3 separate regions of the Mus musculus genome follow, and all the other regions are linked to region 3. A link is a contact called in public ChIA-PET and Micro-C data. All regions are on one chromosome and are shown on one strand. The core of a region is the stretch at or near the end of the contact, and the rest is flanking DNA. Distances in the headings are between cores, read along the strand shown. Region 1 holds the start of Cbr3 (carbonyl reductase 3). Region 2 holds the start of Dop1b (DOP1 leucine zipper like protein B). Region 3 overlaps Setd4 (SET domain containing 4).

The links. A called contact is a pair of places that touch in the nucleus more often than the background predicts. ChIA-PET counts read pairs in DNA pulled down with a chosen protein or histone mark.
Region 1: a contact with region 3 is called in a Micro-C map of B cells, with 4 times the contacts expected there. The contact joins the promoter of Cbr3 here to the enhancer-like site in region 3. A contact is called at or near these places in 1 of 39 promoter capture datasets (epiblast stem cells), 3 of 484 Hi-C or Micro-C datasets (B cells and embryonic stem cells), 4 of 115 datasets of contacts at active chromatin or transcription factors (effector CD8 T cells, embryonic stem cells and memory CD8 T cells) and 3 of 9 other capture datasets (adipose tissue, liver and pancreatic islet).
Region 2: a contact with region 3 is called in an RNA polymerase II ChIA-PET map of memory CD8 T cells, with 10 read pairs. The contact joins the promoter of Dop1b here to the enhancer-like site in region 3. A contact is called at or near these places in 1 of 39 promoter capture datasets (macrophages), 2 of 484 Hi-C or Micro-C datasets (both in liver), 2 of 115 datasets of contacts at active chromatin or transcription factors (effector CD8 T cells and memory CD8 T cells) and 4 of 9 other capture datasets (adipose tissue, embryonic stem cells, liver and 1 more).

What each region holds. Positions count from the first base shown.
Region 1 is chr16:93,680,749-93,685,327 of GRCm38.p6, reverse strand. Cbr3 (carbonyl reductase 3) reads right to left here and starts at 2,109. Exons shown (of 3, transcript NM_173047.3): 1 at 1,715-2,109; 2 at 174-281. The coding sequence starts at 2,003.
Region 2 is chr16:93,709,756-93,714,629 of GRCm38.p6, reverse strand. It overlaps Dop1b (DOP1 leucine zipper like protein B), which reads right to left and starts at 2,723. Exons shown (of 37, transcript NM_027293.1): 1 at 2,562-2,723.
Region 3 is chr16:93,583,719-93,588,562 of GRCm38.p6, reverse strand. It overlaps Setd4 (SET domain containing 4), which reads left to right. Exons shown (of 12, transcript NM_145482.3): 9 at 663-744; 10 at 2,246-2,326; 11 at 3,261-3,384. Among named protein-coding and RNA genes, the nearest start is that of Setd4, 18 kb to the left of the region's middle. Within about 2 kb of position 1,987, at least 118 of the 459 cell types and tissues checked have an H3K27ac peak or open chromatin away from gene starts, as enhancers often do. A contact at or near this core is called in B cells, effector CD8 T cells, epiblast stem cells and 1 more, where this site is marked.

The sequences.
Region 1 (4,579 bases), core at 860-3,359, 97 kb before region 3:
TGACAACCACAGCCAAAAGGCTCAAGTACAGAGCCAGACACCTTGATAAAATAAGGCAGTTTTTACCCTCCATCTCACAAGCAAATGGCAGCCCTGAGTGGTCCCTGTTGGTTGCCCTATTTGAGGGACCGAGGGCCACTTCCCGAGGGACAGTAGTCCTACTTTGGACTTACCATGTGGTTTCATTATAGGCAGTAACTCAGTGCAGACATTTCTAGTGGCAAAAAAGTTCGTCTTCAGTGTCACCTCAGCTTGAATGTCGAAGGGTGTTGGGTCATCCACTTTGAAAAGCACACAAAAAAAAAAAAAAAAAAAAAAAAGAAAGAAAGAAAGAAAGAAAAGAAAAGAAAAGAAAAGAAAAAAGAATTACATTTTCCTCTGAAACTCGTGTGGCCAAGTTGGATCTCATCACATAACAGCTAAAGGGAAAGTGTACTAACTTTAGGACAGTCTTGCTGAGTGTGGTGATACACACATCTGTAAAGTACACACACACACACCTTTAAACTAGAACTTGATCATTCTAAAGGTCTTAAGAGCATAAGGAAAGAACTTTCTGGTCCACACCTCAAGTTTCTCATCAGCCACGCTCATGTCGCGTCTCAAGAACACTCAGTTTTGATCTTCCTGTCTCAAGCTTGAATAGGGTTCCTGGAGGTTGGGAAAAGATGCTCTGGTGAGGCTGGTGTAAGACCTCAGCTTGTGTGGTGGGGCAGCTGCTGCTCAGATTTGCATACACATGGCCCACATTTAAGTATGAACCTCCAGGGCCATAATTCACCAAACCTTCCATCCGACAACGCTGAGAGTGGCTGAGGTGGTGAGCTCGCCCCTCCCCTTCCCCAAAGCCCACATGCCAGAGTTTGGAAGTGCGGGTACAAGGGTGTCTTGGCTCTCACGCAAGGCGCCTATGGGTGTCCAGGGCCAACTGGAGAGTTTTCGGCTGCACAATAGTCTCCCTCCCTCGTTAGTCTCCGGCTCTCTCAGCATTTTCAGTGAAGCTGGAATGTTTGTTTCAGTTCCAGCACATGGCAACTGGATAATTTTGCTAATTGGACATTTGTTAGAGTAAGCGATCTTGTTTTGTTTTTTTGGGTTTTTTTTCCCCTAAAGGAAGATGATTTCCAAACCGCACTTGCAAGTTTAATAACAAACCTAGTTCCCCGAGGAGGAGGGAAGCAGAGCTCGCTTCCTTTTTGCCAGAGCCTCTCAAAACGCTCCATTAAAGCGGGTAGGAAACCCACTATCGTGCCAGGGCGCTAATTGTGTCCGGGCGACCCATTTCCTGTCCTCAGCAGATATCTACTGGCATCTATGAATTCGCCCTTGTTTCACGCGAAGCGAAAGCTCCAACCCTATTTTTTTGGAAGACCCTTCTCTGAGAAAAGCCTTCGTGCGTGGGACAGAAAGCTGATGAGCTTGACAAGGCGTGGTCCCCTCCCAAGAGACCGGTTTTCTTCCAAACAGGCGCAGCTGAAAGTTCCAAGGAGGGCCTCCGGCGGAGCACAGGCCCGCACAGGCCGCCGGCCGGGTCGGGCATGGAGTGGGGTGCCTGGGCGGGCCCGCACCCGAGTCACCGCACGGGGGAACTCGCCACGCAGAGCGCGAGCCGGGTGCACCCAGGCGGGATGGCGCAGCCTCCGGATCCCAGAGGCTCACTGCCCAGCACCCTCGGAAAACCCCGGGACACCTCCTCCTGGAGCCCCACACCTACTTCTAAAGGCGATGCCCGCGTTGTTGACCAGCACGTTAAGTCCCCCGTACTCCTTGCGCAGAAAGTCGCGCAGCGCACGGATGCTCTGCGGGTCGTCGATGTCCAGCTGGTGGAAGCGTGGGCTCAGGCCCTCCGCCTGCAGCTGCTGCACCGCCGCGCGGCCCCGCGCCTCGTCCCGCGCCGTGAGCACCACGTCCCCGGAGAATTTCCGACACAGGTCACGCGTGATCGCAAAGCCGATGCCTTTGTTAGCCCCAGTTACCAGGGCCACGCGGCTGCAGGACGACATGTCAGAGGGACACACGGACCACCTGATGGCCGGGCCGGCTGGGCAGCGGGTCACGCGTGGTCAAAACCGTGGCGTAGGACTAGATTCTGGGACCCGGCGCTGCGACTGCTAGAGAGCAAGGCCTTGAGAAGCCTGTCCCTCCCCTCTGAGGAGGAGCCGTCTGTTCCCGAAGGGTCCGCCTCCTCCCGCTCGCCTGCCCGCCCGCCCGCCGGCCAGTGTAGAGATCCTGGTTCCGAGCTAAGCAGTGGTCAGGGACAAGCGCTGCTCCCAAAGGAAGGGGTCAGCAGGACTCGTGGCAGTCGGATTGAAACAACTATTTTGGGGAAACTTCAAAAGGAGGAAAACAAATGCTCCGTAATTTTCTTGGGCGAGAACCCGTCGTTCTCTGCAGAATGCAAATGTTTGCTTCTGCGGAACTCGCTCTGAGATTACTTAACACACCCCGCGGTTTGCTCAGGGACTTCAGGGAACAGTGCCTGGGAGTAGACTGAACAGGTGTGGGCGAGCCCTCGCGGCTGGAGGTCTCGGTGCGCCCCCACGTGGGAGAGAAGGCTCATGTTTATCGAACTGTTTTGAGTAGTACGGGAGTCCTCAGTGCCGGTCTTTGGTTTATTCCAAGTGTACTGGGTATGCAGATAGATCTGCATTGGTCTCAGTCTATGCGAGTCATCTCCCAAGGAGATGCTGAACCTACGAACAAAATTCCAGGCGTGTCTAAGTGTGGGCACGCAATCAGACCTCCTCCCTTCTTGGGTGGAATCGAGTCTGTGCTGATCCTACTTGGCTAGGGATTGTGAGGTTGAAGGACAATTAAGTCCTCACTCACAGTGATTCAGCGTTTCCCGAGCTGATCCGGCCAAACTGCCTTAGCCTCTTATTACGGACTCCACCTTCTGTTTCAAATGAGGTGAGGAAGGTGAGCTCTGTGGGGGCCTAGCCTGCCTGTGATGTTAACTTGAGAGGATCTAGGAGACAGACCTCTCTCTCAGCCTGTCTCTGAGGGAGTTTCTCAGTTAGGCTGACTGGGGTAGGAGGCCCACCCTAAGCTCAGTACCGTTCCAGGGACTGGGATGCTGGACTGAATGAAACGGAGAAAGTGAGCTGGGCCAAGGCTGTGGAGCTGGCTCCGTGGGTGAAGGTTATGAGGACTAGAGTTCAAATCCCCGCTCCACACAACGTGGGGCAGTGTGGCTGCTGTGTGACCCCAGAAGCAGGATTTCCGGAGGCGAGCTGATTAGCCAAGTCTGCAAGGTCTGGTTCAAGTGAGAGACCCTGCCTCAAAGAATCAGGAAGAGATGAATAGCAGAAGACATTTGTCAACCTCTGACCTCTGCATACACGGGAACCCCGCCCCCTTCCTCCCAACCCCCACACACAGTTTGACCATCTGTCTTATGCTCATGTGGTTAGGACCCCACAGTGTTGGACTCTCGAACTGTGAGCCAGGATAAACCCGCTCTTAAATCGCTTTTTCTTTGGTTATGTGATCAAGGCAGCAATGGGAGTAACATTTACAGAGTCCGGGACAACTTTTTCTGCTTTCTCTCCTAAAGACCAGTGGGGAGTTCAGAGTGTAGTTCGGTGATGGAGCACTTGCCTAGCATATCCTTGTGAATGAGAATTCCTGAGAAGAAGTTGTGCCTGGCTGTCTACAAGACTCCTGGAAGGAGTTCTGTGCCTGAAGAGACTGAAGGACAGGCTGCTGTGGGGAGACTGGGATTCTGCAGGTTCAGAGGTTAAGTATCTTGGACTAGGTTTAGCTTCTGGAACAACTTCTCCTTGTCAAATCTGAGCCAACATCTCGTGATAATAAATAAAAGCCTCTTAGATGCTACTGACGCGGTGGGACACTGGCTTCCAGCAATCCGAGAGCTAAGAATGTCCTGAGGTAGCATCTTGGGCCCACAGAACAGCTCCGTCTCACTGTACCTGCCTCTCTGCTGTGCCCATCCATGGATTTCAAAGATTCATGACATCCTCTGGGAAACTATAAAACCCTCGGGAAAGTGCTTCTGAGTTGGAACATAAATTGGGGATCCTAATTCTGTGTTTCCAGGCCGTGGTCACTCAAAATGCCCCCAGGATAAATTTCTTTAGGATCAGAGCTGAGAGCAGGTGGTGGTGGTGCATGCCTTTATTTCCAGCAATTGGAAGGCATGGGCAGGCAGATCTCTGACTTTAAGGTTGGCTTAGTCTACAAATTGAGTTCCAGGACAGCCAGGGAGGGTTACACAGAGAAACCTTGCCTGGAAAAACAAACAAGCAAAACCCCAAACCAACCAAACAAAAAGGGTGAGAGCTGTGGCTTTTATGTCAATGCCTGGGGGGAAATGGAGACCTGTGTTAAGTCCATACTCTGAGGCTGGTGAGATTGCTGTGTTGTGGACATCCAGCAGCAAGGATTTCATAGGACACCAGGACACCTCTCAAGTAGGAAGTTGTTGGTGAGGGTGTGGTTCTCTGTGATTATTAAACAAAGGGGGAAGGCACTTGTCACCAAGCCTGATGAATTGAGTTTGATCACTGAGGTCAACAAGGTAGAAGGAAAGAATTGACTCTTGCAAGTGATCTGGAAC
Region 2 (4,874 bases), core at 1,474-3,973, 130 kb before region 3:
CTCCCTTCACTGTACTGGGTGTGTTCCCAGAGAGACGCATCCCTCCACACTGCTGCTGCTGCTGCCTATGCAAATGAACCCACAAGATTCACTCTCGGGAGGACCTGTAAGCTTTTTTCTGAAATACTAGGTTTCTTGCTTTGTGAAAACAGGAGGAAAGGGTGGCGATCAGAGCAGCAGTGCTTTTATTCTGCCAAGTCTACAAAGTTGCTATAGCCACAAAGTCTATAAGCTCCCTGCACCCACCCCCACCCCCTGTTCCTCTAAGGAATTTTCAGTCTGAACTCCAATACAACAGCAGTCCTGAAATATCCCAAGCATAGTTTGTTTATTAAGTGTCCCAGAACAAAGATTCTCAAGCAGGACTGGGTCTCTAGTCTAACTTGAGGAACTACTTAAATAACTGCAGCTGAATAAGGCTGACATGAGGTGACAGAGGGTAGGCTAGAATACTGACTGAGTCTGGGCTGGGGAGGTGGCTCAGTCAGGTAAGTGCTGAGCACCTGAACCATCCCCACAACCCAGATAGAAAGGCCAGATGTGCTGGGTACACATTTGTAATCCTAGCACAGGGCTCTGTCCACCAGCCTGGCCTAACCTGGGCTCCCGGCTCAAGGAGAGACTTTGCCTCAAAATAAAAAGGATGTCTTTCCTGAGAAAGGAAGCCCAAAGATTGGCTGCAACTCACTCTCTCTCTCTCTCTCTCTCTCACACACACACACACACACATTCTCACACACTCTCATACACATACTCACATACACTCTTTCTCTTACACACACATACACACTCTCACACACACATACACACTCACACACTCTCTCCTCTCTCTCTCTCTCTCTCTCACACACTCACACACTCTCATACACATACTCACATACACACTCTCTCTCTCACACACACACACACTCACACACTCTCATACACATACTCACATACACTCTTTCTCTTACACACACATACACACTCTCACACACACATACACACTCACACACTCTCTCTCCTCTCTCTCTCACACACACACTCACACACTCTCATACACATACTCACATACACTCTCTCTCTCTCACACACACACACACACTCACACACTCTCTCTCATACACATACTCACATACACTCTCTTACACACACATACACACTCTCACACACACATACACACTCACACACTCTCTTCTCTCTCTCTCTCTCTCTCTCTCTCTCTCTCTCTCACACACACACACACACACACACACACACACACACACACACAGAGCTATCCGAGTCTGGTTTGGACAAGAGAGGAAAGAGGAAGGCAAGCTATCAGCAAAGGAGTCCTCGGAGCCCACAGGTGTGGACTCTCATGATGCCAGGAAGAGCTGCATCACTGAGACGGTGAGTGTCCAGGATGACAGAGAGCGCCTGGCTGCCCTTGGCAAGGAGGCTGTCAGCCAGGTATGAACAGGCAGCAGGTGCAGTTCTTTCTCTGTGAGGGCCCAATGCTGGCACAACTGCACAGGTAAGAAGCTCAGAGGTTATTCAAGCGAACCCCTTCAAAATACGGGCATGGGGAATTACAACACTACACAGTTTCTGTGTCAGCTCTACACTGATTTCACTTACGAAACACACTGGAGTCCCACAAGGGACATTACTGCCGAAAGATGGGGATATTAGGGATTAGTGGTAGGCATAGGATTCGGGCTCAGTTCTGTTATACAATGGCTAGGTCAACCTCTAAACAGCCCCTCTCACAAGCCATCTCCAACACCTATTTTTGTGAGATACAACCGCAGTTCAGTGGGCTGATAGCGCTATGGAGGCTACAAAAGATAATACGCAAAGCCCTATGCACACGTGCACCCGATACCTTTACCTTGAAACAGAAAGCATTCGTAGGAGTGCTCTCGCCTTACCCATTCCTAATTTCTAAGCTCAGGTGAAGACGCAAAAGCCATCTGCTGGATCCGGAAGTCGGTTGTAAACATGCTTACAAGGAAGGAGTATGATGAACACAGTAAAAGCCGACAATCAGCAGCCTTCCTATTTACTTGCTGATAATGTCCCTGCTTCTACAGCGCATCAACCCTCTTTACCAACTGGCCCAGTTTTGAATTCGGTCTTTTACACTGAGATCAAATAGCACTAGAGGGGGGAAAAAAAGCAAGACACCTGACACTTCACAGGAATAGCTTTTAAAGGTGGGGTGTCCTCAACAACCCTACACAGGCTTCCCGAGATGGGGACTGCTGTCACCGGGTGAGCACCTCCTCCGCGGCTTATCCGCCGGCGCAGGGGCAGGCTGGCTGGTGCACGCCGGCTGCTGGGACACCATTAGGGAACCTGGAAGCCCTGCCCAACAAAGGCTGAGCTTCCAGAACGGCCCTGGGCCGGCTAGGCTGACAGCGGTGGCCATTCGACCTCCACCTGCGGCCCGAGGCCCGCTCGCACGGACCCTGCCAGGCGCAGAAGGCCGGGTCTGAAGCCCACACCCACGCGCGGCCGTACCCGCACTGCAGCAGACGCGCCACCGCCCGAGCTCTACGCCTCTGCCGCTCCGGGCCCGCGGGGACCACACTTACCGGCGGCCGCGGACCTCGGCGGTGGGCGTGGGACGGAGCCCGTCGGCTGCGGGACAAGGCGGCTCTGCGCTTCGGCAGAGACCTCGAAGGCGGAGGTATCGCTGCGCCTCCGCCCAGCTGCCGCCACTCCCGGGAACTGGGCGGCTGGGGGCGGGGCCGGAAGGCGGGACCTCGGGGGGCGGGACCTGGAGGCAGGCCCTCGGCGTGGGGCGGGGTCCTTAGCGGTGACTGGGAGGGGCCATTGTAGGCGGGGTCATGACGTTGCGCGTGAACGGGGGCGGAGCCTTAACGGTATGGCGGCGCCTCTCTCCTCGTGGGCGGGACTCTAGGCGTGTGGGCGGGGCCTTGGTGGCGGGGTTGGTTTGGCCTCTGCGGCGTGGGGCCGCGCCCTGGTCAGTCACATAGGGCGGAGAGCGAAAGAGGAGACTTGGAGGCGGAGGGGTTGGGGGAGGGGTCTGGCAGAGTGGGTGGGGCCTCGGTGCTCAAGGCGGGGCTCTGGACGCGTGGAGCTGCCAGTGGACCGATGGTGGGTGGGGTCTCTGAGGGCGGGGTTTTTGGGGCTGGAGGCTGGTCTAAACTTGGGGGGCCAGTGGTGGGCGTGGCCTTGCGATGTAGTCGGGTAAGGTCTCACATAAACAGGCAGGTAAAACCCTGGGCTTGGGGGGTGGGTATGGGGAAGGGGGCTGAGTATGGGGAACCTTTGGGATAGCATTGAAAATGTAAATGAGGAAAATACCTAATAAAAAAAAAAAAAGAGAAAAAAAAAAAAACAACAACAACAAAAAAAAAAAACCCTGGGCTTTCCGGACTCTGGGAGCAGGGCCTTCCCAGTGTCGTGCACCCTTGGGCTTTGCGTCAGGACCACACCCACAATCTTCATCGTGGGGTGGAGGCAGGAAGAATCCCAGGTAACAGGAACAGAAGGCTTGGGGGTTCCGGGTTAAGGTGTCCATGCATCCTCGAAGAGTGATGGGGTCTGGGAGCTGGCAGGATTCACTCTGACATTGACCGTGTCTTGATGACGCCAGCAGCAGCGCTGCCAGATGAAACAGCGCCTTCTACCGACTAAGGTTATTTCAGTGATAGCCTATTCCATGAAAATTTTAGAAAGAGCTATCTAGTGCTGGCTAGTTTTATGCCAATTTGACACAATCTAGAGTCAGCTGAAAGGAGAGAACCTCGATGGAGAAAATACTTTCATAAGATCTGGCTATAAGCAGACAAAACCTTATTTTCTCAATTAGTGATTGATGGAGAGGGCCCAGCCCATTGTGGGTAAAGACATACCTGGGCTGGTGGTTCTGTGTTCTTTTTTTTTTTTTTTCTTATTTTTTTTATTACATATTTTCCTCAATTACATTTCCAATGCTATCCCAAAAGTCTCCCACACCCTCCCACACCCTCCCCTACCCACCCATTCCCATTTTTTGGCCCTGGCGTTCCCCTCTACTGGGGCATATAAAGTTTGCCTGTCCAGTGGGCCTCTCTTTCCAGTGATGGCCGACTAGGCCATCTTTTGATACATATGCAGCTAGAGTCAAGAACTATGGGGTACTGGTTAGTTCATAATGTTGCACCTACAGGGTTGCAGATCTCTTTAGCTCCTTGGATACTTTCTCTAGCTCCTCCATTGGGGGTCCTGTGATCCATCCAATAGTTGACTGTGAGCATCCACTTCTGTGTTTGGTTCTGTGTTCTATAAAAAAGCAAGCTGAGGGCTGGAGAGATGGCTCATCAGTTAAGAGCACTGATTGCTCTTCCAACGGTCCGGAATTCAAATCCCAGCAACCACATGGTGGCTCACAACCATCCGTAATGAGATCTGATGCCTTCTTCTGGGGTGTCTGAAGACAGCTACAGTGTACTTACATATAATAAATAAATCTTAAAAAAAAAAAAAGCAAGCTGAGCAAGCCAGTAAGCAGCACCTTCCATGGCCTCTGCATCAGCTTCTGGCTCCAGGTTCCTGCCCTGCTTGAGTTCCTGCCCTGACTCCTTCAAAGGTGAACCATGATATGGAAGAGTAAGCCAAACCCTTCCTCCCCAAGCTGCTTTTGGTTGTGGTGTTTCATCACAGCAATAGTAACTAAGACACCATCCAAATCTATTTAGTAATTGCTTATAAAGCTCAGTGAATATTTTTTCTGGGAAAAATAGATTATATCAGATTCCAAAATAGATATATCCAGGAAGGCAAGTAGGCTAATCGGGTAAAGGCACTTGCTGCTCAGAGTTTGATTCTTGGATAAGAAAACCAGCTTCTAAAAGCTGTCTTCTCACACACACACATACACACACACACTAAATGTAAAA
Region 3 (4,844 bases), core at 738-3,237:
TCCAGCTGTGTCAAGTTGACACAAAACTCGCCAGTACACCGTGTAAACACATGGAACAAGCATTATGTTTAACATGGAGTAGGGCCCAGGGGTTGGCTCAGTGGCCTGCCTGGTCTGGCATGTGCAGGCCCTCTCTGAAGGAAAAGGAAAGCTTGCTTCTGTCAGAGTTACACCCCCAAATCCTTGCTTTTCTTTCTTTTTAAAACACAGAATGGAAGTCTTCTATCACCTCAAAAAACAAAAGAGCCATTGCTTTCTCTCTCCTTCAGAAACGTCCGCCAGGCTTCACAGTTTAGGCTGAGGCTGTGGTCACGGCTGCGGGGACTGCTTTGAATCAGGTGTAACGCAGTATTGCCGTCCTGGGCGTGTGCTGAGGCAGCCTGTTCCTAGCTGGCCCCCAGCAGGGCTAACCCTCTGGCGGCTTCCTCTTAGGCTGTTGATGTGCTTAGGGGCAGCCTGAGCCTCGCGTCTGTGCTTCTGTCCTCCGCCTTGGAAAGCTCACAGCTCTTCAGGGAGCCGGGATCTCAGCGAGCTGTCCTAAAGAGGACACTTGGTGTGAACTGGCAGACACTCTGGTTATCGTGGGCGGCTGATGGGAGGGAGAGGGGCATGTGCTTTATCTGAATCACATCCTAAGTCTGATGGTCTCCTCTCTAATGCAGACATGCTGGTTAAGTTCCTCCCTGCAGCAGATAAGCAGCTCCACAGGAAGATAACCATTTTGAAGGATCATGGCTTTACAGGGTAAGGCTTTTCTGTCTGGAAATTATCCCTTCAGGGAGTTCCCATGGGAATACTCCTGGCTCTGGTTTCTGTAAGTGTGACCCTCCTGTCTCTGTGTTGGCTGTCAGGTGGGTGTTTATTAAGCTCTTAGACTGTAGCAAGTTGGGCTTGTTGTCCTAGGCACTCAAGGGGTGAGAGTCAAGCTTGAAACAGTCCTGTCCGTGACCCAGGCCCGGGTCAGGTGGGGTGGAGCTGCGCTGTCACAGGCCATGCTGGTCCCTAGCAGAACATCAGGGACGGTGACCTACACCGGATCCCCAGCTCTTTCACGTCTTCTTTTCTGGATAAAATCAGGTTTTTTGGGTACACAGCGACAGTGGCTGTTTGCTCTCCGGGATGACCAGGGTCTCTGTGTTCATCTCACTGTAAACGTGTGATGTAGTTACCAGGCCGCTTGCTGTGGTCCCGTGACCAAGTTCAGTGTCTGGCTGAAATTGATTGGAAATGGCTTTTAGCCTTGTCTTAGTTAGGGTTACTAGTGCTGTGATAAAACACCATGACCAAAAGCAAGTCTGGGAGGAAAGGGTTCATTTGGCTCACACTTCCACATCACAGGAACTCAAGCACGGCAGAAGCCTGGAGGCAGGAGCTGATGCAGAGGCCATGGAGGGGTGCTGCTGCACTGCTGGTTTTGTGTGTCAACTTGACACAGCTGGAGTTATCACAGAGAAAGGAGCTTCAGTTGGGGAAATGCCTCCATGAGATACAACTGTAAAGCATTTTCTCAATTAGTGATCAAGGGGGAAAGGCCCCTTGTGGGTGGTGCCATCCTTGGGCTGGTAGTCTTGGGTTCTATAAGAGAGCAGGCTGAGCAAGCCAGGGGAAGCAAGCCAGTAATGAACATCCCTCCATGGCCTCTGCATCAGCTCCTGCTTCCTGACCTGCTTGAGTTCCAGTCCTGACTTCCTTGGTGATGAACAGCAATGTGGAAGTGTAAGCCGAATAAACCCTTTCCTCCCCATCTTGCTTCTTGGTCATGATGTTAGTGCAGGAATAGAAGTCCTGACTAAGACAGCTACTTACTGTTTTGTTCCTCTTGGCTTGCTCCTCCTGCTTGCTCATAGAGCCCAGGACCACCTGCCCAGGGATGACTCCACCCACAGTGGGCGGGGCCCTGCGCCATTGTTCACTGATTAAGAAGGTGCTCTGCAGCTGGATCTGAGGGAGGCAGTTCCTCAGCTGAGGTTCTCTTCTTTCCGGTGACTCTAGCTTGTGTAAAGATGACATCAACTAGCCAGCACAGCCCAGAGCAGTCAGAGCAGGTTCCGTTTGTGTGGAGTGACCCACACAGAGGCTGGTGTTACCCAGCTTCATTCGTCGTAGCCGCAGCCTGATTTTCTCGCCTCTGTGTGGAGGTGACCTAGCATTGTACTTGTTCAAAGCCACTGCTGGCTTCCTTGGGTGCTTGCCACGGAGTCGTTTCTACGCGACACATTTGGTGTTGCCTGCTTCTCTTTTGTAGAAATCTGACGTTTGGATGGGATGGGCCGTCCTGGAGGCTACTCACGGCTCTCAAGTTGCTGTGTCTGGAAGCCGAGCGCTTGTAAGTCTCCCCTGCATTACGTACAAGCTGCGCCTACTTCCTGGTGAAGCTGAGGGGTTTGGGAGGCTTGGATTTAGAGGGAAGGAGTGGACTGTGCCCCGCTGCTTTCAGGGGCCTTAGCCTTCCAGAGTGCGTGGCTCTGAGAACTTGCCCCTCTGTCCAGGTGACCCCTGGTGACTGAGTATTGTCAGCGCTGTCACTGTTCAGGGCACATCTGCCAGTGGGTGGCTTTTCCTGTGGTAAGCAAGCTTCTAACCACAACCCTCTAACTGTCCTAACCAGCCCCGCTGAAGGCCTTTTTCGTGAAAGGAGCCGGGTAGAAGAACCCAGTGTAGACGTTCATCTTGCTCAGGCTCCTCACCCTTTCTAAGGGGTTAGGGCTGCCAGTCACACCCCAGAGCCTTCACCTCTGCAAGCCAAGGCACCGTGAGTGACTGACTCACCTGGGTGTAGAGGATGGCCTAGCTGCAGACTCCTTCCATTTGGAGGGCGTGTGGCAGTGAGCTGTGTTTGTGGCTGTCACCTTTTAGGAAAAACTTTCCCTTAAAGGAGCACACAGTGCTACAGCTGCTGAGTCTTGTGGCCATTTGCCAGAGCCTGGCCTTCCGGTTTTGTGTTTCTGCCCCTTGTGCCCCTGTAGCTGGTGGGTGTGACTTCAATGACTTGTCCACCAGACCCAGGACTGCTGTGAAAATAGAATCCAGTCTCTGCTGGCCGGGAGCCGACTGACTAGCTGGCCCTTGATTTACTCTGCTCCTCTTTCTTCCTCCGTGCTGGTGGCTCCCACTCAGGAGCTGAATGATGTCACGGCTTAGGAGCCGAGCTTCACTGTGCTCCGGAAGAATGGGCGTGCTGTGTGTCATCTTGCAGAGTGAGTGCCATCTCCGGTAACGGGGACCTGCTGAAATGACTTTATTGAATATTTCTGCTCTAGCACATCCTGGAAAAAGGTGCTCCTTGGCGAAGTCATCTCCGATACAAACGAGAAGACAAGCTTGGGCGTGGCCCAGAAAATATGCTCTGACGTCATCGAGGAGACGCACGCTGTGCTGCGCAAGGTGTGGGCCCAAGGTTTCAGTCCCGAGGCTGCTTATCATGTGTGCCATTAGGGAAGTCCTGAGAGTTCCTGATGAACAAATGTGGCTGTGTTAACAGGTTTACATTTTACAAGTTAAGTAAATGCGGCTGGGGAGCTGGCCTGATGGTGACGACCGGCATGCAAGCTGGGATGGCAGCCTGTTTTCCCGGGGCCTGGGGTGGGGATAGGCAGAAACCAGTGGATGTAGGTGGAACCAGGAGAATTAAGGAGGCTCGCTGGCCAGCTGGCCTAGTCCAGCGGTGAGTTCCAGGTTAAGTGAGAGACCTTGACTCACAGCAATAGAGGTAGACAGCAATAGGAGCTGGTGCCCAGCATCCCCCTCTGGCTTCTGCGTGTGCGTGCGTGGGCCAGCACATCCCACTGCAAGTTTTATATGTAGTGTACAGTGCACAGCGGTGCTTGATACACACACACCTGTGGAGTGGCTTCACCAAGCACAGCATTGTCCACCTGACTTTCTGTGCTGAGAGCTCTCATCGTCTGTGTGATGAACACGGTGCCTTGTTCCTAACTCTGCTCACGTGTTGCTGTCCAGAGAGCTCTCTCCCCTCTGTGTGTTGACGGACATCCCCACAGTCTCGCCTCCATTCACGTGCTGTCGGCCATTCTTTCTGCAGTCCTAAGTAGAACATGGAGGCTCTGGCCTATTTCATTTAACTTTGTGTCCTCCTGGCTTGTTGCTGATGTCACACAAAGGGTCTCCTGATCCCCGCCCCGTTTTTGTGACATTGGGATTGGAACCCAGGGCCTGATACCTAGGCTTGTGCCCCACACCTGAGTTCGGTCACTTGCCCTTGGTTCTGTTTTGGACTGTACCCATTTTTTTATCCACTGATCATCACTGGGTACTTGGGTTGAATCTTAGCTTTACCTCATGTTTTAGTAGATAGAAATCATTGCCTGGTCTCTTAGTAATAGCATTTCAACTATTTCTTTCTGTGTGTGTTTTAATTTTATTTATTTTATTTTATTTTTTCAAGACAAGGTTTCTCTGTGTAGCCCTGGCTGTCCTGGAACTCACTCTGTAGACCAGGCTTGCTGGACTTGAACTCAGAAATCCGCCTGCCTCTGCCTCCTGAGTGCTGGATTAAAGGCATGCGCCACCACCGCCCAGCAATTTTTTTTCTTTTAATAAGAAATAATTTATAAGAAATGTGATTGTTAAAATTAAAAATTTTAGTGCACTTTTATGCTAAGTGAAAATAAAAATACAAAAGGACAGGTGCTGTCCACACAGGGGAGGACGGGTGCTGTCCACACAGGGATTCCCCAGAGCAGTGATTCCCTACACGTTCATCCTTAGAGTGTTTCTGTTTGGACTGAACGAGTAACCTGGAGTGAGTTGTAGCTGTGGTTACCCCATGTGGGGGAGGGGGTGGGGACTCTAAGCAGTTTACATGGTAAATTTTCTCGTACATT